3 separate regions of the Mus musculus genome follow, and regions 2 and 3 are each linked to region 1. Evidence: chromatin contacts called from public Hi-C and promoter capture Hi-C data. All regions are on one chromosome and are shown on one strand. The core of a region is the stretch at or near the end of the contact, and the rest is flanking DNA. Distances in the headings are between cores, read along the strand shown.

Region 1 (3,436 bases), core at 506-3,005:
ATTAAAGTTTTCTAAAGAAGGTGTTTGGGAATAAACTATATTGGCTACTGTTAAATTTTTGCCCACACAGAAGGGAATTCAAGGCAGAAGAATACAATGTTGCAAAGGCAGATGTCACAGACTTTCAATGCGTGCCTCTCTGGTGACTCCTAGCAGCAACAGGGAGCTGTTGCAGACGTTTGGGTGGAGGTGCTTATTCCTCGAATGTGTCAGAAAGCATTGCATTGTAGTCAGATGAAAGGGCTGCTTTTGGACTGCCCAGAAAGCGTGCCATGGGAAAAGTGCAAAAAGAGAAGTGACTCCACAAAGATGACTTCACACACACACACACCAGCACATACAAACCCAGTCCATACCACACATATCCTATAGTAATGAATACATTTTAAACATTAAATAAGGGGAAATTCTAACATGAGTTAGCATTTCCTCAGAGCACATGTCTGACTGTGTTCCCACTGAGGACACAGCAGAGAGCATGTGCTAGGGTCCTCATCATGGCCTCTGAGAGGAGGGGTAGTTCTGGACTTGTGTGCTACAGGCTGTATTCCCAGAAGTCCCCATGGGTGGCAGAGACAGTGATGGTGACTGTCGTCAGCTCTCACAGTGCAGCTTTCTGCAGACTTTCCTTGTTCTGCTCTTACAAGCCAACCACGCACATGTGAGGACGGCTTGGGCAAAAGATGGAGAGGAGATCTGAGGTTGCTGCTTAAATTCCTTTTTCCCCTGGGGCCCTGAAGGATGTAGCTCAGAGATAGAACACTAGCCTAACAAGTATGGGCTCCCAAGTTTGGTTCCTATCAAAAAAAAAAAAAGGTTTTTGTCTCATTTTGGAAATAGTAAAATCTGTTAGAAAGATAAACTGATAATATCCCATCATGCATCTGTGCTTCCTACGAAAACGTTATTATAACTTATTTTTAAATGCATGTAGTTAAACACTGTTGGGCCATGTTGTTATATTTCTCACCATCAAGTTTATTTCCTCCTTGCTTTAAAAGTAAAAGGAAATAAGGCTGGAAAGATGGGTCAGCTGTCAGACAGCTTTCTGCTTTCCAGAGGAACTCAGGTGCACACCCTCACACAGACACATACACACAATATAATTAAAAGTAAAACAAATTGTAAAAGGGGAAAATAAAACATACTGACATAATTGACATACCACAAAAGAATTCTTAGTGTGGCCAGAAATCAATAACAGTGTGATTCATATTCTAACCAATGAAAACCTGCTAAGGAAATAAGAGTTATATCTGTATCTAGTAGGAAAAGCAGTAAGGTGGGCACCGCAGGACTGATGTGATATCCTGTGGCATCCTTCTGTCTTCCTCAGGACCCCCAAGGATGTCTCCAAAGGCACAGCGCCACCCTCGGAATCACAGAGTCTCTGCTGGGAGAGGCTCCATGTCTAGTGGCCTAGAATTTGTATCCCACAATCCCCCAAGTGAAGCAGCTGCTCCTCCAGTGGCAAGGACCAGTCCTGCAGGGGGAACGTGGTCCTCAGTGGTCAGTGGGGGTAGGTATGACACTGCAGAGCTGAAGATCTGAGATTAAATACAGATTAAATGTGGTGGCATAAGCAGCTGTTGCCAGTTACCATGGTTATCAAGACACGAGTTGAAGGAACTGTCCCATCCCTCTGGAACTCTGACCCTGTATACATTTTGTAAACCTGCTTAGGTTTCTTACTGCTGCGGGTTTCCATGGCATCCGTGTGTGGAGTAAACAGATAGTCGCTTGGTGCTCCTCAAGGAGTAGTCTGCGCCAGGAGAGGCTCAGCTTTTGTTATGAGTCTCTGACCGTCAGCAGCTGCAGCCAAGGTCCTGCTTGGAGCAGATTTGGAATTAGGCCAGACTGCTTGGGCTGCTGAGTTGGTCTTGTTGGTCTGTAGTGCTTCCTCCCGGGAGTCCAGAGCTAGAGCTTGTGCCTGTTCTTTTGGCCTTACCAGGAAAAGGTCTTTAAGCTTAAAAAACTAGACAGACAGTGCGCTCACCCCTGTAAGGTGTGCAGTTGTAGTGATTGTCCTGTAAATTTCTTTGTGCTATTCTTCTTAGCCTTTTAAACTGAAGATTAACAAGAAAAGAAGCTTGAGGCGTTTTAACCCTATTATAAATAAGCAACCTTTTATAAATACAAGAATAGAGACAGTTGAGGGATATAGTGAGAATCGTGTTACGGGGTTGGTCTTTCCATGGAAAGTTAGAGTTGTGAACAGTTTCCTTCTATAATGTTTGATTGAACCATTTTCATTGACCCCTTTAGTCTGAAGCCTGCAAATAGGTTTTTATTGGATTAGGAAGCATTAAGCAGTTGTGTGGAAGGCGTTCATTCTGTGTTACGTACCCCTTGAGGCTAGGTGCGTCCTAATTTCCTTCAGCACTGGCGGTGGATCTTTATATTGCAAGTAAAAGCACATAGGCTTGGCAGCAAGCTACCATCAATTTTATTTCGTGTATTGATGGAAGGAGAGGAGAGAGGCATGGTAGAGATCTCTCACCTTGAATAAATGTTACACTTTGAATGTCGTCTTTTTTTTTAACTTAAGTATGCTTTGGCTTGCCATTGAACTTGACTCAAATACTTAAAAGTTCACTCATTTAATTAGGAGGGAAACCACGGTGGTACTTAGAGATTGTTGACTTCTGCCATAAGATACTTCTGAGAATTTAATGAGTATCTTTTTGCTTCTAGTTCCAAGGTTATCTCCCAAAACTCACAGACCCAGGTCTCCCAGGCAGAGCAGCATTGGAAACTCTCCCAGCGGGCCTGTGCTTGCTTCTCCCCAAGCTGGCATCATCCCTGCAGAAGCCGTTTCCATGCCTGTTCCCGCCGCATCTCCGACTCCTGCCAGCCCTGCATCCAACAGAGCACTGACCCCATCTATTGAGGGTATGCAACCAACACCTTTCCTGTTGTAATCCATGCATGGCCAAGAGTTGTGTTCTCAATACACAGTGATGCTTTTGTGGATGCAAGATTCTGTCTCTGGTAGAACTATTCCATGTATATTAACTAATGTCTGGCATCAGAGGCTCTGGCCTGTCCTAGTATGACGTGCCTGTTGTATGAGCATGGTTATTGAATTTTGATGTGATGACTAACAGGGAATAAACTCAGTTTAATGAAACCCATTTTCCCCTAAGCCAGAAGGTTAGAAGTGTTTGGTATTTACTCACACTATTGTCCTAATTTCTGTCTAATACTAGTTTTTTGCTTTTTTAAACTTGTTTTCTAGCAAAAGATTCCAGGCTTCAAGATCAGAGGCAGAACTCTCCTGCAGGGAGTAAAGAAAATGTTAAAGCAAGTGAAACATCACCTAGCTTTTCAAAAGCTGACAACAAAGGTTAGAGTTTGTTAAAGTTTTTTTTTTTTTAAAAGATTTATTTGTTTATTATATGTAAGTACACTGTAGCTGTCTTCAGACACTCCAGAA
Region 2 (3,436 bases), core at 648-3,147, 110 kb after region 1:
TTTAAAGATTAATTAAAAAAAAAGCTGTGTGTGTGAGCCTGGCGTGGTGGCGCATGCCTTTAATCCCAGCACTCAGGAGGCATTGGCAGGCAGATTTCTGAGTTTGAGGCCAGCCTGACAGCCAGGGCTATATAGAGAAACCCTGTCTCGAAAAACCAAACCAACCAAACAAACAAAACAAACAAAAAAACCCCTGTGTGTATGCACACATGAGTGCAGGTGTCTTCAGAGGCCAAAGGTGTCAGAACCCCTGGAGTTGGGGTTACAGTCAGCTGTGAGCCATCTTCTGAGGGTGCTGGGAAACTAACTGGGGTCCCCTGCAAGGGCAGCACATGCCGAGCCGCCTGTGGAGGTTTGGAATGGGAATGACCCACCTAGGCTCATATGGTTGAATGCTTGGTTCTCAGTTGGTGGAAATGTTTGGGAAGGATTAGGGGGTGTGGCCTCTTTGAGGAGGTGTGGCCTCATTGAGGAGTTGTGTCAACAGGAGTGGGCTTTGAGGTTTCTAAAGCCCATGCTGGGCTCAATCGTCCTTGTTTGTCTGTCTGTCCATTCATCAATCCATCCATCCATCCATCCACCTATCGTTTTGAGACAGGTCCTCTCTATGTAGTACTGGAACTTATTATGTAGTCCAGTCTGGCCTTGAACTCAGAGATCTGCCTGCTCCTGCCTCCCAAGGGCTGGGATTAAAGGTATGTGCCACTATGCCCGTCTGGTGCTCTGTCTGCTGCACACGGTTGAAGATGGTAAGCTCTCAGCTATTTCTCACAGAACCATGCCTGCTTACTGCCATGTTACCCACATGACTATAAGGGACTGACCCCTCCCCCCTGCCCCAGCCCCACAGTGTCTCAGTTGGCGTGGAACTGACATCTGCTATTATGGTAGATCCACAAAGAGGCTCATATAGTGACCATATGCCCAGGGACTCAGAGGCAGTGCAAGCGCTATGGGGGCCAAGCTGAACGAGGGTGCCCCCACCTGGTGGGACCTGGTTCCCACCTGTCTAGCCCCTTGGATTCTTCAAACTGGTCATGTGGTCTCTGGATACCCCTCACTCCCTATATCCAGTAAAGCCTTCATCCCTGGTTGGATGCACCGTGGGCTGTGTGACATATCCCAGTTAAGTAGAAGAAAGCCAACACCCAGATGTAAGCCTTGGCCAACCTCACCATCTTACACACCACACTCAAGAAGCCCAGGAGAAAGACACCTTGTAGGTGAGGGACCTCAGCACAGGAATGGCCTCCACAGTCCCCTGTGGAGCAGCTGTCCCTCTCTGTGCCTAGCCATAGATGGCAGCATGTGTTTGCGTGTACGTGTGTGCATGTGTGTGTGATGAGGCACATAGAAAATGGTTAACACAACGTCCCCCAGACCTCAGAACACACAGAAGCCCTAGCTATTCCTTCTTCATGATACCATCGAAAACATGCTCCCCACCCTACCCAGCCGCTCAAGTGCCACCTCCTCCAGGGAGGCCTCCATACTGCGTTCATCTTCTAATACAAGAACAGACCCTGTGCATCCTTCACAGGTCTAGCCTTCATGTGGTCAGCCTCTTCTATCTGTAAGTCCATCTCCTTATCCCTTAGTGGACAGATGCCCAAAAAGGAGGCTTGAGTTCACACCCATCCCTGCTTCTCCCTTCCCACTGAGCCTGGTTGAAGCCTGACAAAGTGGAGCTTGATAACGTTTTTTTTTTTTGCTGGCAGAAAGGCTTGGGCCATGCCTGCATGGGGGCGCCTTCGGGTCTGGCTGGAACAAGGTGGCTCCTTGTGTTGTTCTTAGCTTAGGTGGCAGAGAGGTTGGACGTCGTTGTTGTCACGCCTGTACTGAGGTGAGCAGGTGTGTAGGACTTGGCAATGGCTCTCCTCTGTCAGCACCCCCCACCCCCGACGCCTGTCATTAGGCCGGGTCTGCTCAGCGGGGTGTGCCATTATGCCTCCCCGGGCTGGTGTAATTATACATTGACATAATTAACCCAGCAAGCGCATTAGGCAGGCCAGCTAAAAATTCATCTCTAATTATTTGTTGTGTGCGTGCTAACAGGCCCATCTGCACTGCCTTTGTACAACACGAACAAATTAATTTACAACTCTAGATTTTTTAATAAGTTCAAGGAATTGCTTTCTATTGTGGCCTGTTTTTTTTTTTTTTTTTTTTTTTTTTTTTAAGAAAAAGAGAGAGGCACCGGGTATTTGCAGGGGTCAGGGAAGTTAGATAAACATGGGGGTGGGGGGTGGAGTGCAGGCTGAGGAGGCCACAGGAGTGGGGACCTTTCCAGCTTGGGGCTCAGGGGTCCAGAAGGCCAGGTCAAAGGACCACACCAGGGCAGGAAAAGGTTCTTGCTACCTGCTGTTCACAGAGGCCAAGGACAGCCCTTTGCCAACCCTGAGGGGCTTCCTGCTGGCTGTGTGTCCAGAAGAAATGTGGGCAGGTCTTGCTTCTCAGGAGACATGAATGGGGAGATTTAAAAACAAGACACTGAGCTGGGCTTGGTTGGAGAGGCTGGGTGGGGCATGAGGATTATAAATTCAAGGCCGCCTGGGCCACTTAGTAAAGGAAAGGCAGGGGTTACGGCTCAGTTGGTCTAGCACTTGCTGCCTCGTGTGCACGGAGCCCAGGGCTTCAACCCGTGCTCCCCATAAACCGGGAGTGCCGACAAGACGCATGTTCAAGGCCAGCCTGGGATATATAAGACCTGGGCTAAGGAAGGAAAAAAAAAAAAAAGGCTGGGGATGTGGCTCTGTGGCAGAGTGCTTGCCTAGCAGGCATGAGGCTCTGGGTTTGATTCTCAGCACAACCTACATAAATGAATAAATAAGAGACAGGGAGAGAGGTGCGTGACTCAGGGTGGGAACAGCCCTCCACCCCCACCCCTTCCCGTGTGGTCTGCACAGTTACTCCTCAGAGTATGGAGGGCAGGAGTTAAAGAGGTGAGCAAGGCCAGGTGCTGGCCGTTGTGGCCACCCTAAGAGCCCAGTGTTCACTGGAGCTCAGGAGCGCTGGGGCCAGTCAGCCTAGAGCAATGTTCTGTGAAGTCTGGGGACAGAGAGTGACCCCACACACACACACACACACACATGCTGCCATCACTTCCTGGGAGAAATGGCCTGTGACTCTCACTGCCGTGGCGGGAGGTGAGTAATGATGCATCTCTGTCCCACAGATGGACTAACCGTTGCACAGTGATGGGACTTCCCCAGGGTGAAGAATGGGGCAGGGACCTACCCCAGCCCAAGCTAGATTTCCAGGGCAGAACCAGACACTCTGAGAAAGGCTGATTGATTGATTGATTGATTGAGGCAGGATCTCTCTCTGCATCACTTGGCCTGTCCTGGAACTCACTCTGTAGACCAGGCTGACCTTGAACTCAGAGATCTTCCTGACTCTGTCTCCAAGTACTGGAACTAAAGGTGTGGCGCTGTCA
Region 3 (3,436 bases), core at 300-2,799, 98 kb before region 1:
ATTTTTGTTGTTGTCACAATGCCATTTAAGTGACTCAGCTCGACTTTCTAAGTTTGGTTTGTCCTGGTTATAGAGACAGTGATAGGGGTGTCCCAAGAACTGTATGAGTGCCTGACCTCCATTTGCACTTTCAGATTAACAACATGAAGACCAAGTTTAAAGAGACCATCGAGAAGTGTGACAGCCTGGAGCTCAGGCTCAGTGACCTCCTGAAGGAGAAGCAGTCTGTGGAAAGGAAGTGAGTGTCCCTCGGCTCCTAGCAGCCACCAGTGCCCACAGGTTCTTCTGCAGAAGCACCTCTGCTTCCTGGGGAACGCCCTCACTTTCAGCATGTCCATCATACAGGTTTCTGGGGGTCTGCTTATGGTTGGATCAAAATAACAGTGACTTCTCATTCATGTTGTTAGGGGTGAGCAAGATGGCTCAGCTACCCAGCTTGATAATCTGTGTGGGATCCCAAAACTCACGTGTTGAAAGAACTGACTTCCACACATGTGCCTTGGCACACGCATGCACATACACATGAATAAATGTGGAAACCAAAGTAGGTCCAATTGCTGTTCCACTTGAGGTGGGTGCCAGGTGGAACACCAACCTCCCTGCAATCCATGGACACGTACCTTCCATTTCTGCCTGCAGCTTCTGAGCCATCTTGGCTAAGAGCAAGTTAGGAAAACCATTTTGTTTAAGCTGGTGTCACAGACTCCCCCTGGGACAGGACCTAATGGCTAATGATGCTGAGCATGGAGCAAAACGCATGAGCAGTGTGTCAGGAACACTGGCTGCCGCTGCAGTGGGGAGGAGGGGTGTCATTGCTGGCTTCTGAGGTCCCTGAGCAGAAAGGGACAGAGAGCAGGTGGAGCCAGCTCTGTCTCCCTCTGTTTTGCTCCAGGTGTACCCAGCTGAACACCAGAGTGGCCAAGCTCAGCACGGAGCTGCAGGAGGAGCAGGAGCTGAACAAGTGTCTGCGCGCCAACCAGCTGGTGCTGCAGAACCAGCTCAAGGAGGAGGAGAAGCTGCTGAAGGAGACCTGTGCCCAGAAAGACCTGCAGATCACCGAGATCCAGGAGCAGCTGCGCGATGTCATGTTCTACCTGGAGACACAGCAGCAGATCAGCCACCTGCCTGCGGAGACGAGGCAGGAGATCCAGGAAGGCCAGATCAACATCGCCATGGCCTCAGCGCCCAACCCACCCTCTTCCGGGGCCGGTGGGAAGCTGCAGTCCAGAAAGGGCCGCAGCAAGAGGGGCAAGTGACCATCAGAGACTTGTCCCTGAGACTTCCTGGGCACCACAGGGTCTGCTGGGACCTTTGCTGAGCGGAAGTGTGGGCCCTAATAAGTACGTCTGAGGACGAACTGTGGTCATGTGGCTCCTTCATTTGTTGAGTGTAGTGTGAGGAGACTAAAAGAGGGGGAAGGGTTGGCAGCACTTCCCAAGGGTGAGTCACCTCATGGCCATTCTGCCTTCCAGCTGGGTAGCCCCCAGGCTTGTGCGGTTTTCCATTGTATTTATTCAGTTGGCGCACTTGCAGTTGGGTTCCAGGGTAAATCTATGACATGACGTAACCTTCCTAGCACTAAAGGAATTCCAGCATTAACTAGCACTAAAGCACAGTGCCTCCCAGAGGCCCAGCTGCCTTCAGGAGAGGAGCCCACTGCCCACTGCAGAAGGTCTTTCCTGCCATCCCTCCCTCCCTTCTCCTGCAGAGTAGAAGAGAGAGCTGCTTGCATGTCATAGAGAAAGGGCTAGGTTGTAAACCAAGCACAGGCTTGTCTTCAGCAGCCTGGCTTGGGGCAAATGGAGTATACCCAGTTTAGGGAAGACAGTGACAGCTCTCTTTATTTCTGATGACTCCATCCGAAATGTGCCTGTCAATAAGAAAAGCCTTCCTGGCTCCTTCTCAGCTCAGGTAACTGAGAGTGTCCTCCATCCAGCAGGATTCAAGGGGCAAGCCTAGCTAGCCATCGAGAGGCCTCTGACAAGCTGACTGACTTGTGTTGCTGGGGTCAGTGGATACTGACTGTTTACAGGCAGGGCCGCATGTTCAGGTCGCAGCTAGAGGGAGCTTGGGCAGATTTCAGTTACTCTTTTATGATCGTTTCAAAGGCTGCTTCTCCAGAAACTGGCTTCAGCAGAGCCTCTTCCAAACAGCCATACAATATTTAATATGACCAACAGAGGGGCTGTGTGCCTCTCTTTAGAGCCAGGAACATCAGGTAACTTGTAACAGATTAATTGAACAGACTTGAGGGGACACCATGTTGGGATTTAGCTTCTAAAAGAGCCTGGGCAGTTGACAGCTGTGTGTAGTAAGGACAGTTTAATTTTTTGCTTTATCATCAGCCAAAGGTTTAAAATGTCACACTTTAGGGACTTTTTTTTTTTTTTTTCCGACTGACTGGACCTCGTCCTTTGACCGGAATGTCTGACATGTCACCACGTTGCCTGTGTTGCTGATCACCGTCCAGTTCAGTGGAATGTGCTGTAGCATTTCCTAAAACCCCACCTGTGACTGCAGAGTGAGAGTGCTCAGACTCGGACCTCTGTAGCCGGCTCTTCCTCAGGGCAGGCCAGCACTGCAGATCCTCCGGCCCGAGCCACACAGGCGGCTGGGGCTGGGGCTGGGGCTGGGGCAGAGCCGCCTCTTCCAGAGCTTCTATTTTATCTAGAACGCGTTACACACTGTTACAGTCTTACCGGCTCAGCCCTGCTTGTCTTGCACATCTGACCTTGCAGAAGCTGGGGTGGGTGGTAGCATGCTAATTAAGAGAATCAGAAGTAGTTTCCAGAGCTGGCTCCCCTTTTCATCACAACCCACCCAGCAGCCCTGCTGCCCAGAGGAGAGTAGCAGTGCTTCACCACACAGGTTGGGGGAAATGCCTGGGAAGGCTGTGGCCAGTGGAAGCAGCCGACGGGCAGAGGTTTCCAAACTACTTGAAGGTCTTTTAAAAATGTTCCAGGAAAACAAAAATCAAGATGTGTAAATAAAATGTTATTTTAAAAGGTCAAAGAGTTACGTTTGAGTCTGAAATTACCCAGGACGGAAGCTGTTAGTATATTCTTCAGAACAGAGATGGAGCCTTCACCACACTCCCTTGGCCAATGAACTCTTAACTAAAATGACCAGGTGAAATTTGCATCTATGGTGTTGCTTGGGAGCATGTGGCTTTATTTATTATATGTAAGTACACTGTAGCTGTCTTCAGACTCTCCAGAAGTGGGCATCAGAACTCATTACCGATGATTGTGAGCTACCATGTGGTTGTTGGGATTTGAACTCAGTACCTTTGGAAGAGCAGTCAGTGCTCTTAACCATTGAGCCATCTCTCCAGCCCCTTAATTTACTTTTTGGGGAGCATGTGTCATAAGAGTGTCAGTGGCTTGCTTGTGTTTGTTTGTTTTTCGAGACAGGGTTTTTCTGTGTAACTGCCCTG

What was found. A called contact is a pair of places that touch in the nucleus more often than the background predicts. Capture Hi-C pulls out chosen DNA fragments and counts their contacts.
Region 2: a contact with region 1 is called in a promoter capture Hi-C map of pancreatic islet. The contact joins two enhancer-like sites. A contact is called at or near these places in 1 of 15 datasets of contacts at CTCF or cohesin (pro-B cells), 9 of 484 Hi-C or Micro-C datasets (CD4 T cells, bone marrow-derived DN3 thymocytes, bone marrow-derived macrophages and 2 more), 1 of 115 datasets of contacts at active chromatin or transcription factors (embryonic stem cells) and 3 of 9 other capture datasets (adipose tissue, liver and pancreatic islet).
Region 3: a contact with region 1 is called in a Hi-C map of uterus, with 2.4 times the contacts expected there. The contact joins two enhancer-like sites. A contact is called at or near these places in 1 of 15 datasets of contacts at CTCF or cohesin (the NIH/3T3 cell line), 6 of 484 Hi-C or Micro-C datasets (the AML12 cell line, Sertoli cells, cortical neurons and 3 more), 6 of 115 datasets of contacts at active chromatin or transcription factors (the NIH/3T3 cell line, embryonic stem cells, fibro-adipogenic progenitors and 3 more) and 3 of 9 other capture datasets (adipose tissue, liver and pancreatic islet).

What each region holds. Positions count from the first base shown.
Region 1 is chr5:121,782,521-121,785,956 of GRCm38.p6, forward strand. Atxn2 (ataxin 2) reads left to right here. Exons shown (of 25, transcript NM_009125.2): 11 at 1,337-1,519; 12 at 2,695-2,892; 13 at 3,239-3,346. Among named protein-coding and RNA genes, the nearest start is that of Mir7031, 35 kb to the right of the region's middle. Within about 2 kb of position 1,756, at least 34 of the 459 cell types and tissues checked have an H3K27ac peak or open chromatin away from gene starts, as enhancers often do. A contact at or near this core is called in neural progenitor cells, pancreatic islet and uterus, where this site is marked.
Region 2 is chr5:121,887,649-121,891,084 of GRCm38.p6, forward strand. All of the region lies in intron 5 of Cux2 (cut-like homeobox 2), which reads right to left. All of the region lies in intron 1 of Gm52785 (a long non-coding RNA gene), which reads left to right. Among named protein-coding and RNA genes, the nearest start is that of Gm52785, 22 kb to the left of the region's middle. Within about 2 kb of position 1,898, at least 12 of the 459 cell types and tissues checked have an H3K27ac peak or open chromatin away from gene starts, as enhancers often do. A contact at or near this core is called in pancreatic islet, where this site is marked.
Region 3 is chr5:121,684,237-121,687,672 of GRCm38.p6, forward strand. It overlaps Brap (BRCA1 associated protein), which reads left to right. Exons shown (of 12, transcript NM_028227.3): 11 at 135-238; 12 at 893-3,013. The coding sequence ends at 1,256. Among named protein-coding and RNA genes, the nearest start is that of Brap, 25 kb to the left of the region's middle. Within about 2 kb of position 1,550, at least 38 of the 459 cell types and tissues checked have an H3K27ac peak or open chromatin away from gene starts, as enhancers often do. A contact at or near this core is called in neural progenitor cells and uterus, where this site is marked.